Regions from separate parts of the Hordeum vulgare genome. Here region 2 is linked to region 1. A link is a contact called in public Hi-C data. All regions are on one chromosome and are shown on one strand. Each heading gives the region's core, a stretch centred on a gene start, on an enhancer-like site or on the middle of the called end of the contact. The rest is flanking DNA. Distances are from core to core; before and after follow the strand shown. Region 1 holds the start of LOC123411474. Region 2 has its middle 89 kb from the start of LOC123411474.

Evidence for each region. Hi-C and Micro-C count contacts between places; a contact is called where the count stands out from the background.
Region 2: a contact with region 1 is called in a Hi-C map of leaf, with 2.1 times the contacts expected there. The contact joins the enhancer-like site here to the promoter of LOC123411474 in region 1. A contact is called at or near these places in 2 of 6 Hi-C or Micro-C datasets (leaf and seedling).

The regions. Positions count from the first base shown.
Region 1 is chr7H:417,617,507-417,625,287 of MorexV3_pseudomolecules_assembly, reverse strand. It overlaps LOC123411474, which reads right to left and starts at 4,372. Exons shown (of 3, transcript XM_045104423.1): 1 at 3,462-4,372; 2 at 3,237-3,374; 3 at 2,319-2,644. The coding sequence starts at 4,139. The coding sequence ends at 2,600.
Region 2 is chr7H:417,706,300-417,714,080 of MorexV3_pseudomolecules_assembly, reverse strand. No RefSeq gene overlaps it. Among protein-coding and RNA genes, the nearest start is that of LOC123411474, 89 kb to the right of the region's middle. Within about 2 kb of position 4,115, at least 3 of the 3 cell types and tissues checked have open chromatin away from gene starts, as enhancers often do. A contact at or near this core is called in leaf and seedling, where this site is marked.

The DNA.
Region 1 (7,781 bases), core at 3,123-5,622:
GTAGTGTTATGCTTCTTTTTTTAACCACCGAATAGTACAACTTATTCCGTTTGTAAAAGGCTTCTACTAAATCCATAAAAAGGAATACAATAAATAAACTTTATTGGAATTTTAGTTTGAATGCACATTCATGTGTTTTTCGCATACAATAAATCTAAATACACCTTCGCACTGGGCTCTGTATACGTGATTAATTGCCCTTGGATTCTTCCAGTACGTACACCTTTGATCATCACAAACACACACCTTTTACAATTATCTAAATAACTAAATCAAGCATAAGAAAAGAAAAAGAAATACCCCACGAATCTTCATGCAAGATCAATGATATAGAATTTAGATGTGCAATACTTACAAGGGCGGGCCCAATTCAATTCAAGGGTATTCAGTTGAATACCCATAATTTTTGCCAAGAAACCATGTATATATAACATATACCATGTGTATGTATCGGGGAAAAACGAAAAAATACAGTAAACCAGGCCAGCTAACGATTTGAACCCAAAAATGAAGACTAGCCCACACCCCGAGATGGCCCAAATCGCTGCAGCACGAAGGGCCTGCACGCACGAGCCAGAAATCCATCGATAGCATAGCGCTTCGGTAAAAAGAAATATCGCAAAAGAAACCGACGCCTCCCATCCATAATTCCATTTCCATCCGCACTCGAAGCGGTAGGGAATGGCGGCTGGGCGGATCGCCTGATCGCACGCGCGCACGGTGGCACAGGCAGGCGGCGCGACCACATCCATCTGTTGGCTCAATCCAACTTTAATCCATCTCTGTAGTCGACAGCAGTGGGCATTGCCGCATTGAAGGCTCGCTCGATGCGTTCATGTAGATAATTTGATGCGTTTGTATATCTTAATACATCTTTATACTCCGATGTCAATATTTGGCTTTTTTTTCTTGTGTCGAATCTTATCTTAGTTGCCTGAAATCTATGTATTGTTACACACACTGCTGGTTACGCGTGTCGATGCATCATCTTCGTTTTCCGTTGCCCAGTAGACCGGCTGTGCGAGCCTCATCGAACACCAAGAGTATGGATACAACAGTAAGTTAATTTATCTATTTGGCTTTCTTTTTAGTATATACGAATTTGTAGTTTCTTTGCAGTGAATCATAAATTGTTTAGGCATGAGCATTTGAATTTTCCACATGAATTATGGTGATATATTTGGTTATACATGGCAAAAGTAAGGCTTTATGCCATGGAAAAATTGACTTTGAAATTTTGAATACACATTCTTTAAATCCTGGGCCCGCCCCTAAATACTTATCTCACATCTAGACGTATTTTAGCAAAATCCTTGATAAAATGACGCCTTCTATTGAGTTTCTTTTCTAGCTTGCCACTATGATTGAGCTAAATCTCAAGAAAAAACATTTGACACGCAAAATGATCAGCTTTTGCCCCAGCCATGTTAGTAATATCATAGATTGCAAGCACGGAGGAGGCGCAGGACACTATGACACCAGTCAACCAAAATGGACGACAAAGGTGGTGATGCACGGCGATCACGATGCGGGTCAACTAGCTGCGGGTGAGGACACCTAGGGCCGGTACCTACGACGGCAATGAGACGCGGCAGCTCAGGTCAATATAGCGATGGCGCTGGGTTTTTTGGGGAGGGGATTTTGCCGAAATATTACAACTGGAGTCTGCAGACCAGTTTTTTGAGCTAGTCCATTAACTTTGTTGAACCTCACACGCTTTAGAGATGGGTGGTCACCCCTCAAAAAAGAAAAAAGATGGATGCCCAAGTAAAAAAAAAAATCAGTTTTCTGCGCTTAGAAATTTTTGGACATCAATGAGAGTTCCTGGGAAGGGAACAAGTTTGGCATCGGGTTTTGCTCCTCAGACGGGGCCAAACCGCTGCAGCTGCTGGTCTCGGCCGCCACTGACAGATAGGCCCAAGTTTATCTGCCACGAACAAGAAAAAAGGAAACAGCTATGCACCTAAAAGAAGTCACTGACAAGTGGACCAGAACAAAATCAGACCAGCGGTCACATGACCTGATCTTAACACCGACTGACAGAACAGAAATACAGAACGGCACAACGAACCAAATCTTTTTTCACCCAACAGTAGCAGAAAACTCTCGATCTAAGCCAGCAAATCAGTGCATGATCTTTCCTATGTTGACAAATACAGTTCATCTTTACGCCGATCAGACGGCACAGACCGTGAGATTCTGAAGGGTACAAATATCAGTAAGTTCGTGTAAACATAAACATCAACAATTTAGACAAATTGTAGCTGATCATCTGAAGATCTGAAAGTTCACGGGACTGCAGAACCTTCGCCAAAAACTGAATCAAAAGTGCAGTGCCGCAGCGAAATTTATGACCAAATCAAGTTCTATTATTTTCATCCTACAACAAAACTGCCAAATAACACGATCCGCAGCGACCACAATTAGCTTGCCGCTTGACCAGGAAGCGGCAGATCGATTCAACAAATCCGGTTTGGGTATATGGCAGCCTGGAGACTAACCTGATCATTTACATTTTACAGATGGAATGGAATGGGCTCATGAACCATTCTTGTAACTGGATGAGGCAAGGTCTTTATGATGAAGGCCGCAGCTCGCCTCAGTTGGCCATTGCAACACCCTCCTTATCCTTGATGAAACGACCCTGTTAAGTGAAACAAGATGCACACAGCTTGTTAGAATGAGATTGATGAAACAAACTGGAGTAACAGACTAGTCCCTGTGATGCATTAGTAGTCTGCACACCCAAAATATCAAATGCACAAGCCAGAACCACCAGGAGTACTGTCTCGTGTTTGCCGGAAATTAGGTACAAGAGCAGAAAGATACTTAAGGCGCAGTGTTCGATTCATTCCAAGTGATGTGTGAATTCTTGGTAATCGTCAAATGAAGAAGGTCAGCGCGGGACCATAATTTCGAGGTTATCTTTACATAGCCATGTGGAGAGCTTCAGTTCTGTATGATAAGTTCATTCAATTGTTGCTGGGACCAGAAGCTGGATCTCTAATCCACGATCTACACCCAGATTCCCGGAGGTATAGAATCTGATCAACCTCTATCCCAGATTCCCATCAACGCCATTTAGCAGTTCAGATCATTACTGATGCAGTATGTACCCACACATATTGCTAGATCACAGACACGATAAGGAAACTGCAACAGGTTCAGATACGGCAGAACGCGATGCGAAGAATTACCTTCAAGCGCGGCCGCTTGACGGCATTGAGCCGGCGTACCTCGTACCGGATCCGCTTCGAGAACAGCCGGGCATGTCGCTTCTCCTTATACCGCCTCACCCGCTCCGCCCTCCCGGACACCTCCGGCGAGCTCCACGTCGCCGCCTGCCGCGGCGGCGCCACATCCACGAACACCTCCTGCAACGCAACGAGACTCCGTGTCAGGATTCACGAGCGCGCATCGTCCCCCCGAGTCCGAGAAGATAAAGGGGGTCTTAGGCTTACAGAACCAAGCTCCAGCTTGGGCGTCACGTGGCCCGCCGCGCCGTCGATGTAGAGGGACCCGCGGCCCGCCCAGGCGGCCAGGATCTCGTCGTAGTCCAGCTTGAGCAGCGGCGACCGCGCGGAGGCGGCGCCCGTGCTCGCGGCCGAGGAGCACGAGGATGACGTGGTGGTCGTCGCGGTGGCCGCGCTAGGCGAAGAGGAGCTGCTCCTGCAGTACACCCACCGCTCCCTCCCCCGGAGCGCGCGCCGCGCAAGGTCCTCCTCCCCGCCAGCAGTCCCCGCGGAGGCGTCCGGGGAGGGGGTGCACGAGGGCGAATCCCCTTCGCCGCCGCCGGAAAAGGAGGAGGAGGACAGGCCGAGGATGTCAGTGAGCGACGGCGCCGCCGCGAAGAGAGTCGACGGCGCCTCAGGATGCAGCGCGAACGGCTCGAGCTGCTGCTGCTGCTGCTGCTGCTGCTCGTGCCCGCATCCATCCTCCACCGCCTCCTCCGTGGACGGCGACGCCAAAGCCGAGGGTGGCGGCAAGGAATCCTCCGCCGACAGAGATTCGGCAGGCTTGTCGACCTCCACCGCCTTGGCGAGGTGGCGGCTGAGGCTGAGGTACTTGGTCTTCTTCTTCTTCTTCACCTTGGCCCGGCGCGACCCTCGCCGCCGGCCGCCGCCGCCGCCGCTAGCCATGGCCTCGGAAATACTTCACTACAACCTCAAGGTGCTCCCTGCAAAATGGGCGACAAGCATGGGAACATGAGCACGGGAGAAGCTATTTGGAGGGAAAGCGAGGGGATCTCCCGCGGCCGCGAGCAGGGTGGCGCGGGGCCAGCAAAGGCGAGGCGCTTTTTCCATGATCCTGCGCGGACGTGGCCAAGTTTTACTGACATGGCGACGCCCCATTGGCTGGCCGGATTGCGGTGCTCGGGGTCCTACGGGATCTGGTAGGGTGGGGTTTTAACGGCTTCACGGAGGTTTTGTGATGGGGTGGGCGTTCACATCGTCGCCGTTGCGACTTTAACGCCGGTGCTACGTCTTGACCTTAATCTCGAAACACGTTTTCGTCCCGCTTTATAGATAAAGCACATAGTCCAGCATCTAAACAATACAAACCAACAAAGTGCAAACGTAGGAAATGCTGGGGCACCAGCACATTCCTGCCCAAGAAAGGAAAAGAAACCAAAAATGCCAACGGAGGGGCGGCTAAGGTGCACCCATGGAGCGGCGAGCCGCCGGGCAGCTGCCATCAGCGCATCCAGGTATCGCTGAAGCCTGCCGCGGTCTTGGGTCCTAACGAGCGGATGTCAAAGCTGTAAAAAGGCAAGGAATTTGAAGAACGAGTCAAAAGCACGTCGCTGAAAGATCCTTTCAATCACCATTTTGTTGCGAGTAGTCCAAAGGGTCCACATCATAGCTGCGAATAGCAGCCAGAACAGTCGGCGCTTACGGCCGACCTGGGTGGCCCGTACCTGCAGGAAATCTGCAAGGTCCGAGGCCACCCATTCCGGTCCGAGGGCCTCGCGAACAAAGCACCAAAGGGCCTGTGCCGCGACGCGGGAGAACAAAATGTGAGCGCCGGTCTCCGGGACATGGCACAACGGACAAATGCCGTTACCCGGACCATGGCGTTTCAACACCTCCGTCCCTGAAGGCAGACGATCTCGAAGAAGCTGCCAAACGAAAATCTTGATCTTCAGGGGCAACGGTGCCTTCCAAAGTGGGGATATCCACGGAAGGACAGGCATCCTACACAAAGCCAAATAGGCCGAACTAACGGAGAATTCTCCTGAGGGAGAAAGACTCCAGGAAACACTATCTCTGGACGACAAGGCAGGGAGGGGAACCACCGCCTGCAGGAGTTCCTAGTCCTCGACCTTAGCTGGGCCGAGGGGACGGCGGAACGCAACCTGCCATCCGTCCTCCACAGCAGACGCAGAGACAAGGACGGTAGGGTCGTCGCAAATAGCAAGAGCCTCGGGAAGCGCGAGCGTAAGGGTTCGCCATCCATCCAGGGGTCTAGCCAAAACTGGGTCTCTGCCCCATTACCCACCGAGATCCGCAGACCCAGTCTAATGTCGTTCTTGATGCCCTGAATGGATTTCCAGAACTGCGACCCAGACGCGAGCGAGCAGGCCAAGAGGGGCCTGCCCTGCAGGTACTTAGCCTCAATCAGTTGAAGCCACAGCCCCCCGTCTCCCTGCAGGATCCGCCACACCCAGCGAAGCATGAGAGAACCGTTCATGCGGCAGGAAGCTGGAATGCCCAAGCCTCCTCGGTCCTTTGGCAGGCAAATATCAGCCCATTTTACCATGTGGTATTTGGGTCTACCATCCCCTGCCTGCCAGAAGAACCTAGCCAACTCCTTATCAAAGGCGCTGTGCACCCCTTCGAGCAGAATATACATCCCCATCAAATACACGGGGAGACTCGCAAGGTTAGAGCTAATGAGGACAAACTTGCTTCCTTTAGATGTGAACCTGCCACACCAGGGCTCCGCACGGGACGTTACTCGTCCCACAAGCGGATCAAACCCATTGACCAAAATTCTGGACTTGGCAAGAGGCATCCCCAAATAAGAGATGGGGAGGACAGCCAGTTTGCAGTTAAGGTTGTCTGCGATCCTGTGCTGCTTAGCCTCGGAGTATCCCAGGACCACCACCTCACTCTTATCAAAGTTAATCTTAAGTCCAGACATTTCCTCAAAGCAGAGTAAAAGGAACTTAAGATTAGCAATGTCCGAGTCGGAGCCTGTGACCATGATCATGGTGTCATCCGCATATTGGAGGTGAGATACACCACCACCCGAGATGAGGTGACCAACCACCCCCTGAATATGCCCGGCGAGCTTTGCCTTATCCAGGATGCCGGCGAGGGCGTCGACAGCGAGATTAAAAAGCAGGGGGGAAACAGGGTCACCTTGTTTGACCCCCCTGGAAGCCTGGAAAAAGGGGCCCACTTCCCCATTAACATTGATCGTTGTGCTACCGGATCTAACCAGCTGCATGATCCAGGAGCACAACCTCTAGTCAAATCCGCGATGTTGCATCACCATCCTCAAAAAGGACCAGTCCAGGCGGTCATACGCCTTCTGGAAGTCCAATTTGAGGAAGACCCCCTTGAGTCCCTTGGACGCCACCTCGTGGACAATCTCATGGAGGGCAAGAATCCCATCATGAATCCGCCTGCCCTTCAGGAATGCGGACTAGAGAGGGTGAGCAATCCGTGCGGCCACAGTGGACAGGCGAGTGGTGCATACTTTAGCAAAAAGACGCGCCACCACGTTGATCAATGTGATGGGACGGAATTGCCGAATATCCGAGGCCCCAACTACTTTGGGGATGAGATCAATGACGCCATATTTAAGTCTGCCCAAGTCTAGGGTCCCAATATAGAATTCATGGAACATGGGCATGATGACCGGGCACACGGTCTCCCAGAATCTCTGGAAGAAAAAAACTGGGAGGCCATCCGGGCCCGGGGCCGAGCAAGCCTTCATAGAGGCCACCGCCTGACCCACCTCCTCCGGGGAGAACGGAAGGGTGAGTTCCGCATTCTCCTCATCGGACACCTGATTGGCAAGCGGCCAGAAGTCGACACTAAGGAAAGAGCCTCCCCGCGGCTCTGCCGAGAAAAGCTCCTTATAGAAGGAGTAAATATGAGATGAGATGTCCTATGGGCTCTCTAGAAGGGCATCCCCATCCCGGAGGAAGGGTATGACGCATTTCCGCCTACGGCCATTAGCGATGGCCTCAAAGTAGGCGGTGTTTGCATCACCCTTCAGAAGCCAGTTCTGGCCTCCTCGACGCTGCCAAAACAGTTCCTCGTTCTTGAAGATGTCCATGAGCGCGGCGTCGAGTGAATATCTACGGGCCCAGTCATCCGGGGAAAGACCTGGCCCGTCTGCCAAGTCATCTAAGGCCTTAATCTGACCCAGCAGGTCCCCTTTACGGGCCCGGAGGTCAGCGCCCAGATTCGCACCCCATCCCTTCATGGCTTGGCGCGCCCGCTTCGCACAGTGGTACCAGATGTCCACCGCACAGAAGACACGCGGCGGGGAAGCGGCCGCAAGGAGCCAGCGGTCACGGACCAGCTCACGGAAGCCAGGCTGCTCCAGCCAAAACGTCTCAAAGCGAAAACGACGGGATCTAGGGGGGAACCATCCCCCGACGAGAAGATCAGCGGCGTATGGTCGGAGCCAATCTGCGTGACCGCCTTAAGGCCACACAGAGGGAACATCACTTCCCATTGGGGCGACATAAAGACCCGATCCAAAACACTCCGGATGGGGTCCGCCTGCTTATTAGACCACGTGAACCTAGCCCCTACGCGGGC
Region 2 (7,781 bases), core at 2,866-5,365, 89 kb before region 1:
CTAGCTAATATGCTCAGAATCCTTTACTTCATCTGAGACCCTGTGTGAGGCCACATGATTCATTCTGTTGCGTTCATGTCATTTTGCAACATTGTAGGATCAATGCCTCATATGTTATTTGGAAATGCTCTAACAAAAAATTCGTGAGGGATTCTCGTTTTCATTAATGATATTAGGGCCACTATGGCTATCATTCATAAGAAACACCTCACAACAACAGTTATCACACTTGGGCCATAATTCATTCATTCCTTGTTTTCGTATTAAGGGCCCGAGATTGTAGTTTCACCCGAGCCCCCCAAAATCTCAAGACTGCCCCTGGAGGCGCGAGATAGTAGTCGGCCACGATCGATGACAAAGGTGGTGGCACATGGCGATCACCAACACGGGTCAACTAATTGCGGGTGAGGACACGTGGGACGGTAGCTACGATGCCAATGAGATGCGGCTAGGCCCAAAATGAGCAGGGGAGGTAGCTCACGTCAATTTAGAGATGGCACCGAGGCTCAGGCAGTCTATTTTTTTGGTGTGGGGGGATTTATCCAAAATATTGGGACTAAGAACTAGTTTTTTGGGCTAGTCCATTAACTTTGCTGAACTTCACACGCTTTGGTGATGGACGGTGAGCCCAAGTAAAGAAGTTTTTGCACTTAGAATTATTCGAAACATTTATGACAATTGCTGGGAAGGGAACAAGTTTGACATGAGAAGTTTCTCCTCAGATGCGGCCAAACCGCTGAAGTCGGCGGTCCCAGTGGCCACTCACAAATAGGCCCAAGTATGTTTGCCACGAACAATGAACAAGGGAGCAGCTATCCGGGTAAAATAAGTCACTAAGGGCGCATTTAGTTACCCGCATATGCCTGAGCCAGGCCCGCGCAGGAAGAGAATGAGTCGTTTGGTCACCCGCATTGACTAGTTGGCCTACATAGCACGAACATTAAAGCACCTCTAGGCATGCATCGAAAGGAACGCTCAAATTGGTCGTTTTTGTGTAGCCGGGCCCGAGCGGTGCAACCCTAGGCACGTGGGTGCGGGAGGCTGGAGGCGTCGATGCAGTCTCAAGACGCCAGTTGTTTCCCGAACCGACGTCATAAATTACTCTCACCTTCCTTCCTCACCGCTATCTCCCCTCTTTCCCACTCACATCGGCGGCGATGACCACCGGAGCGACAGCACCAGGATCTACGACGGCGGCAACCACCGCAGCGACTTCAGACCTCCACACCGAGTGCATCGGACATGGCGGTAAGTCATTTTCACTCTCTACATCGGCAATGACTCAGGTTAGATTTACTCTTTAGCAAGGGATTGGAGAGTTAGGGAGGGGATTGAACACGTCGAGAGCGGGGGGGATTCAAACAACCCTCATCTTCACTTCTTGGCTAAATTGTCGATTACATCGAGAGTGGGGATAGGGATACTGCCTATTTGTCTAGTCCATGCGACCCTAGAGTCGCGGTGAGCCGCGGTGGGGCGTAGGCTTCTTCTTTTCTTCTTCGCCGTTGCCTTCTTCCTCATTGTCACCGTCAAGAACGATGGGTCCTACACGGCCGCCTGTCGTCGGCGCCTTGGCCACCTTCTAGAGCTTGTCGTCTTCCTCCGTTGGCACCTTGGCCACCATATGCACCTCATTGTATTCCTTCATAGGATCCACCACAGTTCTTGTCGTCCAGTACACCATGGCATGGTGGTCATTGGGATTCATGTACTCCATGTACTAGGCCCACTTGGCCCTGTGTCCAGCGTAACCAGAGTTGGCCCAATTCGTGGCCCAGCGAAGTATGTCGACTCACATATCACCATTCATTGGGTCAGGAATCAACGTCTTCAACTCCTTCGTTGTCGCCTTCTTCACCACAACATCGGGCTCCTTGTGCACTTCACCCATGCTCGTGAAATTCGAGCACACTTCCATTGTATCCCCAAACTTCGTGTGGTCATCGAGCGAGCACCCGAGGAAGAACACCCTCTATACCATGCCCCAGGGGAAAGGGTTAGGGTTGGAGTTGGAGTTTATGGTGAGTGAGAGGTAGTAAAACATAGAGGTTGAAGAAGAGAAGGGGTGAAAATGAGAGAAGAGGTGAAAATGAGAGAGGGTTCGGGTGCGGTGCTGGCTAAGAAGTGTGGGTAAATGTAGGAGCGTTAGGCCGGTAGGAATGATTGCATGTGTGTTGTTGATAATGTGGATGGACAAGGGCAAGGAGGTGGTGCCACCATTGGAGAAGGTCAAGGAGGTCGTGCCTCCATTGGTGGACGTGCTGGTGCAGGGTCACCCTAACGCCAAGCGGAGGAACTACGGGCACTACCATATGACAGCCCCAATGCATTCCTCCCCCCTATTGTAATTTCTTTCCTTGTAAGGCAACCTTGTTATGATGATCAAGTGGTTTCAGTTGATGGTGTCTTCATTTCATGTGCATCATGGCATCTTGCATAGCATCAATTCTTGTTCTTGTTCTTGTTTGTGTTGCTTGTGGAAATATGGCATGAAGTGTGAAGTGCTTGGTGTGAAGGTGCCCTCGTGTTTGCAAGAAGATTGGGTGCAACAAGATCAACCTCAAAACCCCTTGTTGCACCATAGTTCAAAACTTCTCTCCCATTTCCAATTATTTTGTGGCAGATTTAAAAGCTCCTGTTTTTCCCCAATAAAGAAGTTCCTCCTTTTCTAAAATTCTTCTTGTTATTGTGGAGGCAACTCCTCTGGTTTTATTTTTATCTCCTTTTGATTTTATTTAAAAAACAGAGTCCATTTAAAAATAAAGGCATTTAATTTTGGTCTCCTAAAATGCCCCACTTATTTTTATAAATAGTGGCAACATTTTAGAAGACTAAATATATTTTTATTTTTTGTTAACTCCTTTTCTTCTAGCCACTCGCATTTATTCAAGTATGTTTTGATTTTATTGCGAAGGGGTTTACTCCCACAGAGAAAGAGAGCCAGGCCCAACAACTGAAGCTTCAGGCCCACGGTCCAATAGGATGACCCTTCTCCCTCCTCGTTGTTGTTATCGTCGTACGACGCCATGGAGACCGCCGATCGTTCTTTTCCCGCGATCGACGGCTCAGTGCCTCGGGGTGCGAGCTATAAGGCTCCACCATCCCTCTCCTAACCCTAGCCCTCGCCTTCTCCCCCTCTCCCCCCCTTCGTCATCAGGACGACCGCCAGAGCTCCACCGTCGCCATGGAGAGCTTCGGCCCGAGCTCATCGCCGGCGTAGGGCTTCGTCTTCCTCCTCCCCGTCCCTGCCAGGAGCAAGAGGACGCCGGGGGCATTCCATTTTTCGCGAATATTGGCGCCAGGAGCTTCTTCCCCGAAGTCCACGATGGCCGGCTTGTTCGTCGACCTCCGGCGAGCACCTCGTGCAGCAGCTCATCACGTCTCATCCTCTCCTACGCCGGATCTCCTTCTCTGAACCCTCGATGAGCCACGGGCCGCTCTCCTTCGCTTCCTCTCTCTATTAGCCGCATTTGAGCAGTGAAATCGATGCATGTCGGAGTTGCACCGGGAGGTTGATGTAGTCGTAGCCGCTGCTTTTTATTGCTTGCGCGTGCATGCACATGTGCATGGGCATAGCCCCTCTGCATCATGGCTGTGGTTCCCAGCGCCGCACCGTAGCGTAGCTTAGGGTAGTTTCCCCACCTAGCCGTGCTGCCGCCGTGCGTAGTATGCCGTGCAACGGGGAGCGTCGGCGGCGGCGCCTCTCTGCCAAAGCAGAGCAAGCGCCCCCTTTTATGTGTTTACGGAGAGTGGTTCCCCCTTTTGGGACAGTAGTACCGCACGAGCTCAGTTGGCTTTTTCCCCACGCGCAGACCCGGCAGGTCTGGGGTTCGAGACCCAGCGCCTCGCTTTTTTGCTTCGGTATCTTGGTGTGGTAGTTTTAGCAAGCACGGCGGTTCATCCTGCCTGCTGCTGTGTTAGTGTAGCTAACACCTCGCTACCGCAGTGGCAACAGAGCCACAACTGCCCTTGTAGAACGTGGACTCGAGTCCCCCCGGGCGCCCCACTTTCGGGATTTTATCTCAATTACCCCCTCTGCTAGTTTAGATACTCGCTTGTAGCCTAGTGGTAGGGTGTGTGTGCGTGGAGGCGGAGGTTGTGGGTTCGAACACCCACCATGCCCCCATTTTATTTCATGTGTTGTGGTGTGTAGGGCCACGTGGCATACTCTAGGCCCCCTGGTGCGTATGACTAGTGGGCCCCCCTGCCAGTTTATATATGTTGGGGATATATATTTTTGTGACTTGTGTGATATTCCCTTTTGTGGAATATTTCTGAAAGGGGATTTGCCAAATCTGGCATATACCCAACTGGGTATGATTTGACTTATATGTAGTATTGGATTATTTGTAGATTTTCTTTTCGGTTTTTAGGTAGTTTTATGCAAGCAAGTATATAGGTATGATGTAAGGAATTTGCTTAATCTGGTTTATACCAAATCTGGCAGGTGCAAGAACAACCCTTGTTCTTGACATGAGTAGTTTTGATTTCGATTAGCATTTGTTTGCTGTTTTGTGGTGTTTTTATGCATGCAAATATAATAGTATGATATATGGAATTGGGGTAGAAAACCCCCACGAATCTATTGGTGGCAATGATTTACAGTTTGGAGCAGTTCTGCAAAAGTGTCATTTTGTGATGAGGTGGCACTTGGTCTTGAGTATGATTGTTTCTGTGCATATTTAGAAGTTTGTGCATACATGCATCATATTGGTTGTTGCATAGTCTCTCGCTGGTGTTTATTGGGTGATTGTTTCTTTTGGGTAGCTACTGGGTCTGGAAACGAGTTCGAGGAGTCCGACGAGTTCATGCAGGAAGATTAGGAACAGTTTGACTCTGAAGATTTCACAAGCAAGATGATCATGACCTTGGCACCGTTTCTAGCTTTATCATGCTTAGTTGATTTTTTTTCCATCATTATAATCCACTGCCTACCACCTAATATATAGGCCATCAAACATTGCCATGAAACCTCTAACACTTCCTCTCCTAGAAAATATTGTTTGGCTAGGTTAGGCTTCTTGAACCATTTTATTAGCGTTCCTAGTTGCAGGTGCAAGCTGGTCCATGCGATAACATGTGCAATTGATATCATCTTATTTAAATGCTATTTAATTAGTGCACCTATGTACTTGGTTAATAGCGGAAGGCCAAACCTTTTACCGGGTGATTTGTTCCGCTGTTGTCACCTTAGTTTCGGCTAGAGGTGTTCTATTCCATAACTAAGCGCTCCTAACACGTTCGGGGTTGTTATGGGGACCCCCTTGGTAAATCATTTAGTGTTAAGGCTTGTCTCGCAAGATCCAACTTTGGTATTAATTTACTAACAACTTAATAATAAAAGCATAGGGAATAGCTACCCCGAGGAACTTATTCAACAACCTGGGCCAGTGCTCCTCATGAGTGTTGGTCCTAATTAGAGCAACTTGCGGGGCCACCTGGGGCAACTCGGGGATTTCTATCTGGCCACTGTACATAATGTTCATCCGTCATGTCCTGAGAACGAGATACGCGGCTCCTATCGGGTTCGTCGACACGTTGGGAGCTCTTGCTGGACTTGTCTTAATTTATGATATATCTTACGCATTGGGATTCCGGTGAGACTTTGCGTCTTATCAGGGTTGAGGTTTTCCTCTAAGGAATCCGACGAGATCGCGAGTTTCGCGGTCGAGGATTTCTATGCGGCATGTGGTAATTTGTGATGGATTAGTTGGAGCACCCCTGTGGGGTTAAATCTTTCGAAAAGTTGTGCCCGTGGTTATGTGGCAATCATGGATATTTTGTTAACATCCGTTTCTAGATAACTCTAAGTAACTTAATTAAAATCGGCCAATTGTGTGCGTAACCGTGACTCTCTCTTTCAGAGTTCCTTCTCTGATCAAGAACACGGTGGGGTTATGATTGACGTAGGTAGGTGTTCAGGATCACTTAGTGATTGTTCTTAGTTAACGACTGTCATGCATAGACCACCATTATCTTAATAATGTTCAATGTAAATTAGCCACCATAAATGCTTAGGCTGCTGCAGACTCAAACATATACGCCAACCTCACCTATTAACTTAGTTAGACTCGATACCAAGGTCATGAGATTGTTGAGTCCCTGTGGCTCACAGATTACTACTACCACCCATAGGTACAGGTACTCCAGATGCAGATGCTTCCGAGTATATCCAGCTGAAGTGGGAGTTCGGCGAGGGCAGTGGCAGGCTGTACGTGATGTATCCCGAGGACAAGAGGCACTTGGTCGTGATCGTGGGCCTAGCAAGGTAGGATAGCACTAGCTTTTCTCGTTTATCTTGTCCGTAGTCAGACCCTGTTTTTCATTTGAATAATGTATGACTGTGTGACTCTGTAATTTAGCTTGTGACGAGTGTAAGGCAAATCTTATTACTCTTCCATCTATTATGTATTGCAATGTTCATCCTGCTTGCGAAATGCTTAGATGCGCATTAGTCCCCTTTTGAGGCCCCGCCCCCAAATAGAAAAAGTGCCGCATCTTAGTCGTTACAAGTTGGCAATCACAACCTTACGACCATAGGAGCCTTTGATTGATCGAACTTGGCCGAGTCGAGTGCAGTAAAAACTATTTTGGGACTTAGCTATATCGGAGAGTAGGTTTCTTTTTTCTTCTCCTCTATGCTCTGGTGAGGTTCACGACTTAGGAAATTCTGATTCTACTCCTCTTCTCGCTCAATAAAAATTTAGGATCACGCGGATATTTTGGAATCTATATGATACCGATGTGATGGTGTTCTGTCTTGGTGCCTCCTGTTGTGTTGATTTTATTCCGGGGAGTTGAGCTCCACGGGATTCTTGAGCACATCGTTATCATTCAGATTTCTTAGTATCTCAGGACGGAGGATGTTCGAAATTGCTTCAATACTAGTAGTGGTGTGATAAGCCCGACATCCCCAGTACTGGTGCAGAGAGTTCGGGGGTACCGCCACACTTAGTATCGTTGTGATTACAAGGGTCTGAGATAGATGAGGTTCCGATATTCTGGTTATGTGTTGACGAATGTGATACACTTGACGGGTTAGATGATAGGAGTTGAGTGAAAAATTCTCCTTGTATCTGTGGACCCGATTGCATGACCAGAAATTTCAGAAGTTCTTAGGTGGGAATTCCATTAGTAACCTAGGAATTCTTTCATGAAATGTATGTTGGGAATGTACATTTGTTCCAAGCAATCCTAGCTCATACTTGGCATTTACAAGTGTCTTTGAATCAGATGTTGTCGCCAGTTATTTTGAGGAAGCATTATTACTAATTATAGTTCGAGTGCATTTGCTAAGAATTCTTGTTCAGATATTTTTGTCCATTGATTCAGCTTAATCTTTGAATTCTCATCTCTCGTCTAACGTTGTTGTCCGCCTACAGGATGGCTCCACCAACTCGCCAGAATCCGGGTCGTGAGAATGCTGACCCTCCACCACTCCCTCCGCCAACACCTCCTCCTCAAGAGGCATGGCAAGCTGTGATGGCGGCAACCAATGCAAACACTCAGATGTTGCTCCGGTTGTTGCAAGAGAGGAACTAAGGGCACCAGGGTAATTTCAACAATGGTGGTCAGCAATTTGCATCTCTGAATCAATTCCCGGCGAACCAGCCGAAGTCTTTCACCACTTGTGACCGGCCATTCGATGCGGAGGACTGGATCCGTGACATGAACAAGCACTTCGAGTGCAGTAATGTGCGACCAAAGAACTTTGTCAAGTTTGCAACATTTCATCTCAAGGGGTAGGCAGCAAAATCGTGGCAGCAACTGAAGGATTCCAC